Linked DNA regions of Sus scrofa: regions 2, 3 and 4 are each linked to region 1. The links are chromatin contacts, called in public Hi-C maps. All regions are on one chromosome and are shown on one strand. The core of a region is the stretch at or near the end of the contact, and the rest is flanking DNA. Distances in the headings are between cores, read along the strand shown.

Region 1 (3,090 bases), core at 367-2,866:
TTTGTCTTTATGCTCCCGCGGCATATGAAGGGTCCCAGGCTAGGGGTTGAATCGGAGCTGTAGCCACCAGCCTACGCCAGAGCCACAGCAACGTGGGATCCAAGCCGCATCTGCGACCTACACCACAGCTCACGGCAACGCCGGATCCTTAATCCACTGAGCAAGGACAGGGATTGAACCCGCAACCTCATGGTTCCTAGTCGGATTCGTTAACCATACTGCGCCAAGACGGGAACTCCTGTTTTGTTTTAATAACCAACCACGTGTGTGTACACACACACACACACACCTAATCACACCGTCAGCCCCGAATGAGGTGAGAAAAAGGCTCCTTCCCTTGAAGACCATCTAGTTAACTTTTTTTTTTCTTCCCTAGGGCCAGGCCTGTGGCATATAGATGTTCCTAGGCTAGGGGCCGAATCAGAGGTGCAGCTGCCAGCCTACACCACAGCCACAGCAATACTAGATCCCAGCCAGGTCTGCAACCTACACCACAGCTCAAGGTAACACCGGATCCTGAACCCACTGAGTGAGGCCAGGGATGGAACCCACATCCTCATGTATGTTAGTCGGGTTCAAACTACTCAGCCACAAGGGGAACTCCCTAGTAAACTCTCGATAGTTTCAATAAATTATCTTCCCCCTTCCCCCTGTATCTGAAATTCATCTTTCTTCCAAACGGGGGTAAATTTTAAAATAGCACCTTTCAGCAGTCTGTGTGGGAAACAGTCTATCCTGCAGGTTCGAGCAGATAAAATGTTGAACATTGTAGCAGGGGCTCCCCTGAATAGGACTTTCCATTTAGGGTAAGAGGCTAAGAGTGGTTCTGCGCGGACCCACAGCGCTCCTGTCTAGCCCAATCACCCAAACTGGCCTCGTTTGGGAAGGCAGCGTGGGTGGGAGCGTTTGGGTGGCATACCCCAAAAACCACAGTAATTGGAAGGAAAAAAAAAAAAAAAAGCAAATATCAATTAGTGATCCCTCAGCCAGCTACCAATCTTGGTTTCCAAGGAACTCCACCTTAGCCTCTTCAGAAGTAGCAGCTTCCCAGGGCCTCTCTCCCCACCCCGCCCCCCCGACAGAAGCTTCACGACACCGCATACATCTTGGTACAGTGAACATGTCCCCCGGGAGGCGCTTGTTATCTGCGGGACTTCCCCGGCTCTCTGCCTCCCTGTCAGCCTGTGGGCCTGTCAACCAGAAGGCTCCCAGCTTCCCGGCGTTTCCGTGGGAATGCAAACGGGAAAGCGCTTTGAAAACTGAGGACAGGAAAAGTGGTGCCCTTCCGAGGCGCTCTGGGCACCTCGCATTCCCCGGAGTGCCAAGGATGCTGAAATAAGCTTCCCTGATCCCCCAAGACACCCCCCCCCGGGGGGCGGGGGGGGGAGGCGTTGGGGCAAGAGGCTTGTGTTAGCAAATAACGTGCGTAGGGTGGGGAAGCCCTAGGTGGGGAAGGCGAGGCGGGGAGCGGAGACCCCCCGCCCCGCGGCCCCCAGCAGACAGAGCCGCGGGGGGCGGGGGGGGGGCCGGGGCTCGCTAGAGCTCGCTCGGCGGGACGCCTCCCAGGAGGGCGGGGAGGGGAGAGCCTGTTTACCCAGGAGGGCTGTGCTGATAGCACGTTCCTCGAGTTTACTTTGCTTTCCTTGAGTTTATTGTAAAGGGGTAAAGTTTTCGGATCTGTCACGTGACCCTGACAGGTCCTGCCTATGGCGCGGCAGACCACCCACGCCGAGGGCCATGGAACTGCTTAATAGAAACAGGCTTGTAATTGTGAGTCCGCGCTGCACTCCGCCGAAAGCCTCCGGCGGCCCAGCGCGCCGGGGTTTTTACACTTTCCGTTCCTTTTGTAAAGACGGAGGAGGAGGAGAAGACGAAGACGAAGAAAAAGACGACGACAGCGAAGACAAAGAGACCCGCGGCGACAAGGCTAGGGGGAGACGAGGGAAGACGGGGAGAAGACGGAGGAGCGGAGGACCAGGAAAGGGGGGCACGGGGGGGAAGGAATTGATGTGAAATCCAAGCGCAGCGTCCGCGCCATCGGCACCCACGCTCCGAGCAGGGCTTGACGGCCGGCTATGGTGAGTGCAGCCGGCGCGGCCGCCGCCGCCACTTTGCTCTCGCGCGGCGTGCGCCCCGGGGACGCGGGGTTGCGGGGCCTGGGCTCCCGGCGCGGCGGCCAGAGGGCCGGCCGGCCGGGCAAGCGGGCGGGGCGGGTGGCGCGCCGGGGCCGCGGGGCTGGGTGGGCTGCGCCGGCGGGGCGCAGGGGGCGCCGGCCAGCGTCTCCAGGCTCGCTCGTTCGCTCGCTCGCACGCTCTGGGCCCCCGCCCCCCGAGGCCAGCCCCGCGGGGTGGGGAGGGGGCTGGCTGCGGAGGGCCCGGCCGGGGAACGGCTCCGAGGGGAATTCTCACGGAGGGGGTCGCCTGGGATCCCATTTTCACGCTTGAAAGGGTCGCCACCTTGGCTTCCGCTCATCAGCCTGGTGGTGGCTACTGACTGCCAGCGAAGGCAGAGCTGGGGATGGAGGGCTGGTGCGGAGAGTGACAGCGCCGGGGGGAGGGTGCGGGCCGAGAGCGCGCGCGCACCCGGGCCACTTCTCCTGTCTCCCGGGAGCTCGGGGAGATCTGCCCCAGGGGTTGGGCGCACGCTCTCGCGCCCACAGCCGATGCTCTGGGCACCCGGGCTGGGACGCCTGAGTGGGACACCCAAGGTTAGGAGAGAAACACCTTATCAAAACCCGAAGCGCGAACATCCTCCTCCCCGCCGCTGTGGGTGGGAAAAGGGGCCAGAGGGGCTTTTCTGAGTTCAGGAAGGGGCCACGGGTAGAAGAGAGCTGGGTGTTGACTCTTGCATCCACGGAATCGGGCATTCTGGTGCCTGCCAACCACTAAGGAGATGGGCTGCTAGCCCAGTGCTGGGAAGGCTAAGTGTGGCTTGAGGGAAGCCCTGAGATTGGTGGGACTGATCCAAACCCATTTAGACCCGGTGACAACCCCGAGACCACAGGACCTCCAGAGATTGTATCTCAGGGGTGACATGTACACTCTGTCTTCGGGTATTTAAGTTGATGTTAAAAATGACTTCTACTTTGTG
Region 2 (3,090 bases), core at 288-2,787, 990 kb before region 1:
CCAAACACTGGCTCGGATGGTCTTAACACTCTTTTTTTGGGAAACCTTAGCACCAAATGCCTTCGAGTCCTAGAAGAAACAGGGGGAGTCCTGGAGACTTTGCCACTGATGCAGTTCAGGTGAGAAAGGACACTTGGGCACCCACCATCCCTGAATGCAGACAGTAGTATACCATTGCACTGGCCGTTCTGGCTAAGCAGGTTGTGGGGAACTTTGAATATTCGTGTTGAAAAAATTAAAAACGCTCTTCTTAAGGCAGTCAGAGTTAATCACAAGTTACACAACCCATCAACACTGCTTGCTGCCTTGAAAACGTACCGGACGACTGCTGGAAGCTATCCTAAGAAGGATGGGTGAAGGCACAGAACTTGGAAGGCGCCGGGGACCCCGCGGCCACCCCCGCCGCATTCCGCTGGCGGCCCTGACGTCACAGCCCGCCCCCGCGGTCACTCGGGCCTTCCCTCCATCACAGAGGATCCAGCCCCTCACCCCGGAGATCCTTCACACGTCCCGGGCTCTCGCAGCCACTCCCAAAGGGCCGGGTTGCGCCCTTCTCCATCCTCCTTAAGAGGGGCGCTCCTCTCCCCTTCCCACCACCCTTTTCTTTCTACCTCCCGATGAGAATCTTGCAGAGGTTAGGCTGGAGGATGGAGAAGGTCCCGGCTAGTTCTATATTTGAGAGCCCCAGGGCAGCGACCCCAGTGTTCGCCCCTACACCTCAACCCCAGAAATAGTCCTCAACTTTGGCCAACTTGTAAAGGCTCAGCCGCAGGGTTTTGAAACCCCCTATTCCAAGCTTGCACTCTCCCTTGCCCCCAGAAGGGACTAAAAAAGGCCAGAAGTGGCGTGACACCCCCGATTCCCGTCCTTTCCCCCACCTTCCTGGGCCACAAGGACCCTCAACTCCAGCCAACTCTTTCCAGAGCCCCTTGCTCTTTCTGAACAGGTTCCAGGGACCCCAGTCTCGCAGCGGGGGATCGTGAGGGAGCTGAGGAAGGGTGACCTCCTTGACCCCATTCTCCTTTCCCTCCTGCCCACCGCGCCCACCACGGGCCGCCCAGGTGCCGGGCGGGGCGCACGTACCAGGCGGCTGCGGGCCGCCCCCGGGGCTGTCCGGCTGCTGTGCGCCGGGGGCCGGGAGGCTCTTGCGCTCCTTCTGGGACTCCCTCCGGCCGCCGCCCGCGCCGGGTCTGTGGCCCGAAGCCCCAGCCGGGCTCCTGCCACCGCGGTTGCCGGTCCCCGCTGCCACCGCCGCCGCCGCCTCGTCGCGCCTCTTGCGCTGCAGCTGCTGCTGGCGCCGGCGCTCGGCCTCGCGCAGGATGTCGAACGGGTCTGACTCGTCGTCCAGCAGCTGGTGGAAGCGGTTGGCCACTACGCAGCCGAAACTCTCCTGCATCACGGCGCCTGCGGCGGCCGCGGCCACAGGACTCCCCAGAGCGCCCTTCATGCCGCCGCGGCCACTGCGGGCCCGCCGAGGGCAGCCCACGCGAGCAAGTCTCAACGAAGCCGGCGGCGAGGACCCATCCTACCCGCAGCTACTGCCCTCCCTGCCCTGCCCAGTCCCGTCCCTCCCAGCGCCCGCCCCCGCGCCGCCGCCGCCGCCCGCCCAGCCGCTACCAGACAGCCAATCAGCGCACGCGGACACGCCCCCTTTCCTAGCCGGCACGACTGGAAACCCAATCAGCGACTGGCTGCTGTCACGTCATGCGACCTCTATGCCCCGCCCCACGACTCGGCAGGGAGGGGTGGGGCCCAAGGGGCGGAGCTAGGCAGCTGGGCTATGAGGGTGGATCCTAGCCATTATTTGCGTTCTCCCTGAATTCATCATCGGCCACTCTTCTTTGAAGTTTATATATTGGTTGAGCCATTCAACAACTACACAGTGGACACTATATGTGCCAGACATTATGTTGTAGGAGATATTAGCTCCTTGTTTTCGTGGATCTTACAGTCTATAGGCAGAAAAGTGCTCTAAAAGAAAGGCCCATACTTCTCTATGATCCTATAGCAAAGGGACCTGACCTAATTAAGAAGCCTGAAAAGACTTTCCCTGGGAAATGATGGTTAAGCTGAGATCTGAAGGATGACAAGGGCCAGGAGCAAAGGCAAGTCCTGGAATCTTGAGCTGGGGTGAAGCACAACCCATTCAAACTCAGTGAACCAGTTTGCAGAGTTAGGGGAGGGCCTGACTGGTGAGGTATAGGCATGTGGTGCAAATCTGGCAGAACAAACCGTGGGTGAGTCTTCCGGAGGATTTCTTGGAGGAACATTTTTCTGGTACCTAAAAAGGGTTGGGAAGGGATCTGTCATCTTTCCACTTCTGTTTTTTGGTCCATGTTATGTGAGGGGGACATGATGCTTGGAGTTGCTGGCCCTTATTGTGACAGTGAGGGTGGCAGAGCAGAATGATGGAGAAAACCTTGTTCCTTGATGATGTGCTGCTGCTGACTTAACCACGGTCCGGAATCTACCTGCCTCAGACTTATTCTGTAAGACAGCAAATGCCATTATTGTTTAAACTAGTCTTCGTTATACTTGTTTCTTGTATCCAAAAGCATTCTGCTACAGCATCTTGCTTAGGTGGGTCATTACCAGCTTTTGCTGTCCTTTAATAGCAAATGGAAAAAGAACTCTTAATCCTAAAACTGCTGCCAGGTCTGTGTTTTACTCACTTATTCAATTTTCTGTCATTCACAAGGAGTAGGACAGGGATGATGTCTGTCGTATTCATTGCAACTTATATCCCCAGTGCTTAGCATTCTAGGTAGCTGTACAGTAGGTTCTCAGGAAATATTTGTTGAATGACTGAAGATTTTAAGGTAGCTGGTCTTCTCCTTCTTGGAGTCAGTGGAGGTTTATGATTAAAAGCCTATTTTTTTTTTTTAATCTAAAAGAGGAGCAGGTGTTCAAACAAAAACTTGTAACTGATCTTCATAGTTGCACTACTCACAATAGCTAAAATGTAGAAACAAACAAAGTATATCAACTGATGAATGAATAAACAAAATATGGTGCAATAGATTAATATTTGGCCAAAAAGAGTGCCTCTTGTGGCTCAGCAGGTTAAGAACCCAACTAGAGGAGTTCCAG
Region 3 (3,090 bases), core at 306-2,805, 920 kb before region 1:
CACATAAAAACAAAAATGTGTATTTGTTTTTCTCCACTTTTTTTTTTTTTTTTGCCACGCCCCTGGCATGTGGAAGTTCCTGAGCCAGGGATCTCACCGGTGCCACAGCAGCGTCCCAAGCCGCTGCAGTGACAACGCGGGATCCTTAACCCCCTGCGCCACAAGAGAATTCCTTTCCATCTTTTTTTTTTTAACGTGAAAAAAAGCACACTTGTTTATACAAGTTAAGTTTGTTTTTAAACAGTTGTGGCATAGCTGAGTGTGTGTATTTGATAAAGAGGGGGAAGGGAGAGAGGGGTAGAGAGGAAGGGGGAAAGGGGAGAGCGAGAGAGAAATATTCTGCTCTTAATCACCAATTCTAACACTTAAATACTGGATATTCATTGACTTATTCAACAAATATTTATTGAAGGCCTGCCATGTGTCAGACTAGGCCCTGGCAATACAGTAAAAAACAAGGCACAGTCACTTCTTTCACATTTCTAGTGAATGTGAGGCTGGGCATGCCATTTGCCCCATCGTCTGCTGTGCTGTGCTTCCGAGCCCCACGCTGGCCCTCGGTGGGTGACTGTCAGAGCTGGATTCGCCGGCTTGTTCAAGGTCCTTTCAATGTGGGGTGAGGTCCTCCGGGCACTCACATCTCCACGCCCTTGCAGATTCGGGGATGAAGGTGCGCCCCAGACTGGGTGAGGAACCACGGCGCGGGGACGGGGAGTCCTCGGGGTCTTTCGGGTATCTGTGCCGGGGGTGACCACGGACACACACACACACGCCTGCGTTCGTGTCCCCTCTGAGCGGCGAGCAGCACTCGGGGACCTCAGAGACGACTTCCCTAACTACCCCATTTTGCACAGTTGGGAAACCGAGGTCCGGGAAGCCGAAGGCTGGGACCGATGACCGCTTCAGCCTCGGGGCGAATCGAGGGTGCGGAGAGGGTCAATTCACAGCGAGCCCAAGAGCTGGGCAGACGGGAGCCATTAAGAAAGTCGGCACCTCTGGGTGTCCACTAGAAATTGCAGGAGGAAGGCCTCGATGCCCCAGAAGCGGGTGGCGGGAGCCGGGGGCGGGGCGGGCTGCCTGGGCCCCAGCCCTTTAAATTCCCAGCCGCGCGGGAACCGCTGACCAACAGCCACCAGCGGGTGGGGCCGGTGAACGCGCGCCCCTGCGGGCCAACGACCGCCCCTGTCTCCGCCCCTCGCCGACACCTCTCCAATCGGCAACACTCCTGACGCCCGCCCCCGCCCATGGCCCCGCACCTCCCACCTCGACGACCCGCTCCGAGGACTGGCGGGGCGGGACCCTGGAGGGTGTGTCCTGGCAAGTTCAGACGTCGCGCGCTCCCGCGGAGCTTCGAACGCTTGTTGGCCCTTTTGGCAGAAAAAAAATACAAGAGCGGCGACCAATGGCGTGGCAGAAAGGACCCGCGCACAGATCCGGCTCCACCCCGCTCTGGCTGGAAAGGGGTCCAGGCCCGGCCATTGGCTCGAGCGACCTGTCACTCTCCGCCGCGACCAGCGGGCAGAGGCTTCGCGGTGATTGGCCCCGCCCAGGCGCGAAATGTAACGCGGGAAAAACTGGAGCAGGGACCCCGGCGGCAGGTTGTTATTTTCGGGGGCTCAGCGCCTCGCGTCCTGCTTTCCTGTCATCGCAACGCGGGCCGCCTGCTGCTTCCCGCGGCTGCAGCCTGCGTTGGGGTACGAAGAGCGGAGGACCGGCCTGACCCAGGGTTGGGGTCCAGCTCCGGCCGCCTGGTGCCAACCGAGCCGTTCCGCTCTTTCGTTGGCCGCGGCGCAGGAAGGTTCCAGGAAACGTCCGCCTGCCATGAGCCGGCGGGACTGAGAGCCGGCAACTCGGAGCAGCGCGGGCTAGCGGAGCGAAGGGCCAGACCCGAGCTCAGGGAGTGTGGCCCACGGCCGCTGGGGCTGCGGATCCGGGTCGGGCAATGATCCGGGGTGTGGAGGCGCCAATGGCGGACAACCCGCCGCAGCCGCCGCCCGTCATCTTCTGCCAGGACTCCCCGAAGCGGGTGCTGGTGTCGGTCATTAGGACGACCCCGATCAAGCCCACATGCGGCGGCGGAGGGGAGCCGGAGCCGCCGCCGCCTCTCATCCCCACCAGCCCTGGCTTCAGCGACTTCATGGTGTACCCGTGGCGCTGGGGTGAGAACGCGCACAACGTGACGCTCAGCCCCGGGGCTGCCGGGGGCGCCGCCTCGGCTGCCCTGCCTGCGGTCGCCGAGCACTCGGGGCTTCGGGGCCGGGGCGCGCCCCTGCCCACCCCCTCGGCCGCCGCCGCCTCGGGAGGTGAGGACGAGGAGGAAGCGAGCAGCCCGGACAGTGGCCACCTCAAGGTAAGCGGCACCGGCTGGCGGGGCGCGGGGCGGCGAGGGCCCGTTAACGGCGCGGCCGGACAGCCGGCAGCGCCCGCGGACTCGGCGGGTGGGGCGGGGCCGAGTTTAAAACGCGAGGTTGCTCCGCGGCGGCGGGGCGGGGGCGGGTGACAGGACGCTGACGTCACTGCCGCGCGCCAAAAAATTGCTCCTGGGGGCGGGGCTTCAGTCACATGACACCGGCCAGAGGGGGTGGGGAGGCCCAGTAGACCCGAAGCCACTGGTCCGCTGGTGCACTGGGTTGGCGCGCGGCCTGGGGTCGCGGAGTAACGCGGCCAAGTGGCTCTGCCAGTAGTACGGCAGTCCGCTTGGTCCGCTCTGGCGGAAGTGGGAGAGAAGGGCCGCGGGCCTTGAACTGTTCCTCTGGGTGAGGGAAGGGACAGGTTGCCCAGTTTCTGCTTCATCACCGCAGATACCCCGACCCTGCTAAAGATGCTTTGCTGAGATGGCCGAAGAAAAAGAGGGGATTTAGGGGATTCCTCCCCAGCGGGAATTGAGCCCTCGCTGTGTTGTTTCATGCATCCAGCGTACAACTTTGCTAGGTTCTGAGAGCACGCAGTGGAATGGGACGCTGTTGTCACAGACCTGGAATTGCTCGAAATCTTACCGGTTTAGAGCTGGGAAGGATGTGACTACCTGGTACAAACCTACAGTTAAGAAATCGGGCAACTGAGGCTTAGAGGGATTGGTGAAGGGAGCTC
Region 4 (3,090 bases), core at 404-2,903, 850 kb after region 1:
CAGAAAGGTACTGAGCAATCTTATTTGCCATTTATCTCATTCTTAAAGAAAAGTAGGATATGTATGTGGGGTATGTGTGTGAGTGTAGGGGGGTCATAAATAAATTAAGCTTTCCAGGTGTTTTGATTCTAGGTATATGAGAACCTAATACTAAATATATTAGACAGTGTCAAAACATTTGGATGAGTGAATAAACTCATAGAATTATGTCTCATTATTGTAAAAAGCTCAGAATTTGATCACTCATGGTAGAGTTATTTAAAAAGTACAGGCTTTCAAGCCATACTTAGATCTGTAATCAAGCTTGTCTACACTGTATAGTTACTATGAACTTTTGGAAAGTTAAACTAAAACTGAACCAAAGTTCCTTCTCTATAAACTGAAGATACTAATTCCTAACTCACCAGGTTCTTGTGTAAGCTAAGGAAGAAACACCTGCAAAGTGTGGAAAAGAGTTCCCGGAATATAGCTGCTGGCCAATAATGAATGACTACTATTATTCTCCGATCTTTTCTACCTTGTCCCCCAAATATAAGAGCCTAATCTTACCAACTGTCAAGTCATTCACGGGCTTCTCAGAATTAGAATAAGTACCATATGCTCTATGCAAAAATGGGATGTACTAAAAATACAAGAAAATATAAAACCAAAGCATCTATGAGATAAAAAAATATCAGAATCCTGTGTCTCCTCCCACATCTGTTCTGGTTGGTTTTGTAATAACCCATAGTCCTTTATCAATAATACGAAACTTATTAATTGTTGGCGGTCAAAACATTTTCAATAGGGTTCTGCTGCTTATTTATTTTGAAGGCTACCCTTGCAAGGATAATTGATTAAGCATCATTACTTGAAAACCAAAAAGAAATACGGGGACAGCAGCGTTTTAAGGAAAGGCTATAAATGTTTTATCTATCTCAACAGTTAACTGGATGCCATGTGAACCATCTATTATCACAATAACTGTTCACATTATTGCACCACCCCCTCAGCCAATAAATACATGCCTTACTTAATAAGCAAAACTCCACACTGATGGAGAACGAATGCTCCTTAGGAACACAAGAACTCAACTCAAAACTTGGAGCTCTCAGTACGGATTCTCAGGCAGGAGGGGAGGTAGCTAGGTATCACTGCAAGAGAAAAAGGACAGAAGAGGAAATTTCTGTCTCCTTAAACAAGACTGGAGATTAGCACCGTGGGGCTAGGAGCGGAAAGAAGCAGGTGAGGTGGGCCTGGAGGTAAGAGAGGAAGGAGGAGGCAACTTCAGTCTGAGAAAAGGTCTGAGCCACCAAGGAGAGGCCCTTCAGAGCCCACAGCAACGCCGAGGGAGGAGGCGGAGAAGAGGAGCCCGCTCAGCCCAGTCCCCAGACCGGGTTCAGCCTCAGGAGTTTGGAGGACTGAGAGGAATGGGGACCCCGCTGTTCAAGAAAGATGAAGGTAGGGGCGGGCTCCCGGTCACCTTCAAGGTGGGACGCTGCCGACCCCGCCACCATCTCAGTGCCGCAGGAGAGACAGGCAGGGACCCAACAGGGAGCACATAGGTTACCTGTCTCAGCCGCCTGCCACGGGTCTCCACTTCCGCTGATTAGGTGTTACCACGGGCTACCCGGGCACGCGCCGAGTGACGTCATCCTCGCGCGCCTGGGCTGGAGCAGGCCTGACCCCGCCCCCTTGGGAAGAGGCGGGGGGAGTGGAGGTCTGCGCAGGCGCGGAGCTCCCTCTGGTTTAGGAAGGAGCGAAAGAGAAATTAGTTTGGGTTTTGCAGGGATTCCCTCTTACCCAGCTATTCCCAATTGCAAAACCTTATAGGCACTTAAGAAAAAAAAAATGTTATTGAAATGCAGACATGGACTTTTTATTCTTTATTTTGCTATGCCTTTTGTATATCTGTCTACATACTTGTTCGTTCCACCACAATATTAAAGTCCTACTGTGTCCCAGGCAAGCACTGTCATAGATAGAATCTGGGGTACAGCGATGACGAAATAGACGCTATTCTAACTTCATGGACATTACCATTTTGTTGAGAAAGCAAACATTGAATAACTCAACAAAGATATTTTAGACATACCTTGTTTTATTGCACTTCACTTTGTTTCACTTTACAGGTATTGCAGTTTTAGCAAACTGAAGGTTTGTGGCAACTCTGCCATTGTCAAGTAATGGTTAGGGACTTCCCTTGTGGCTCACAGCATAACTACATGGCGTTGCTTCTGCATTGGCTGTGGCTCAACCTCTGGCTCCGAACGTCCATGTGCCACAAATGCAGCCATTTGTTTAAAAATACTACTTGTGGAGTTCCCGTCATGGCTCAGTAGTTAACGAATCCAACTAGGAACCATGAGGTTGCGGGTTCGATCCCTGGCCTTGCTCAGTGGGTTAAGGATCCGGCGTTGCCCTGAGCTGTGGTGTAGGTTGCAGACTCGGCTCAGATCCGTGTTGCTGTGGCTCTGGCCTAAGCTGGCGGCTACATCTCCAATTAGACCCCTGGCCTGGGAACCTCCATCTGCCGCAGGTGCGACCCCAGAAAAAGGCAAAAAGACAAAAAAAAAAAAAAAAAAAAAAAAAAGACTACTAGTAATAATAGTTAGCTTTTTTAGCAACAAACTATTTTTAATTAAGGTTTTTTTTGAGATAATGCTATTGCACGCTTAACAGACTACAGTATGGTGTAAACATAACTTCCATATGCACTGAAAAACCAAAAAGTTGATGTGAATTATTTAGAAACTAAAGGAAGGATCACAAGGAAGTGCCCTATGAAGAGGCTCCTTGAACTGAGAAGGGAAGAAGCTAGCTCTGAAGATCTGTAGTAAGAGCAACCAAGAGAAGGAGCAACAGGTTCAAAAACTACCGGGGAGGGGACAGAATGTGGTGGTGCCCTTGCAAAAGTGAGGAAGTAGGCTAGGCTTCCCCTGGAAGAATGAAAAATGAGCTCAGCAAGTCAGAGTTCCAAACATGTGAGTGACAGGATCTGGTTTTGTGACATCACCCTGGCTGCTGTGTATAACAGCAATTTGGAGACAAGAAAGGATGCAGAGAGAATAGTTGCTTTTGCAATGATCAGGTAAGAAATGAGAGGAATAA

What was found. A called contact is a pair of places that touch in the nucleus more often than the background predicts.
Region 2: a Hi-C map of heart right ventricle shows a contact between it and region 1, with 4 times the contacts expected there. The contact joins the promoter of HABP4 here to the promoter of PTCH1 in region 1. A contact is called at or near these places in 2 of 47 Hi-C or Micro-C datasets (embryonic fibroblasts and heart right ventricle) and 1 of 2 datasets of contacts at active chromatin or transcription factors (skeletal muscle).
Region 3: a Hi-C map of retroperitoneal adipose tissue shows a contact between it and region 1, with 2.3 times the contacts expected there. The contact joins the promoter of ZNF367 here to the promoter of PTCH1 in region 1. A contact is called at or near these places in 3 of 5 promoter capture datasets (fetal liver, fetal skeletal muscle and liver), 7 of 47 Hi-C or Micro-C datasets (embryonic fibroblasts, heart right ventricle, mesenteric adipose tissue and 3 more) and 1 of 2 datasets of contacts at active chromatin or transcription factors (alveolar macrophages).
Region 4: a Hi-C map of skeletal muscle shows a contact between it and region 1, with 4 times the contacts expected there. The contact joins the promoter of C10H9orf3 here to the promoter of PTCH1 in region 1. A contact is called at or near these places in 1 of 47 Hi-C or Micro-C datasets (skeletal muscle) and 1 of 2 datasets of contacts at active chromatin or transcription factors (skeletal muscle).

Annotation. Positions count from the first base shown.
Region 1 is chr10:26,625,549-26,628,638 of Sscrofa11.1, forward strand. PTCH1 (protein patched homolog 1) reads left to right here and starts at 1,617. Exons shown (of 24, transcript XM_013980137.2): 1 at 1,617-2,078. The coding sequence starts at 2,076.
Region 2 is chr10:25,634,463-25,637,552 of Sscrofa11.1, forward strand. HABP4 (hyaluronan binding protein 4) reads right to left here and starts at 1,538. Exons shown (of 8, transcript NM_001244681.1): 1 at 1,084-1,538. The coding sequence starts at 1,447.
Region 3 is chr10:25,706,156-25,709,245 of Sscrofa11.1, forward strand. It overlaps ZNF367 (zinc finger protein 367), which reads left to right and starts at 1,556. Exons shown (of 5, transcript XM_021064593.1): 1 at 1,556-2,350. The coding sequence starts at 1,943.
Region 4 is chr10:27,470,694-27,473,783 of Sscrofa11.1, forward strand. C10H9orf3 (aminopeptidase O) reads right to left here and starts at 1,654. Exons shown (of 19, transcript XR_002336299.1): 1 at 1,550-1,654.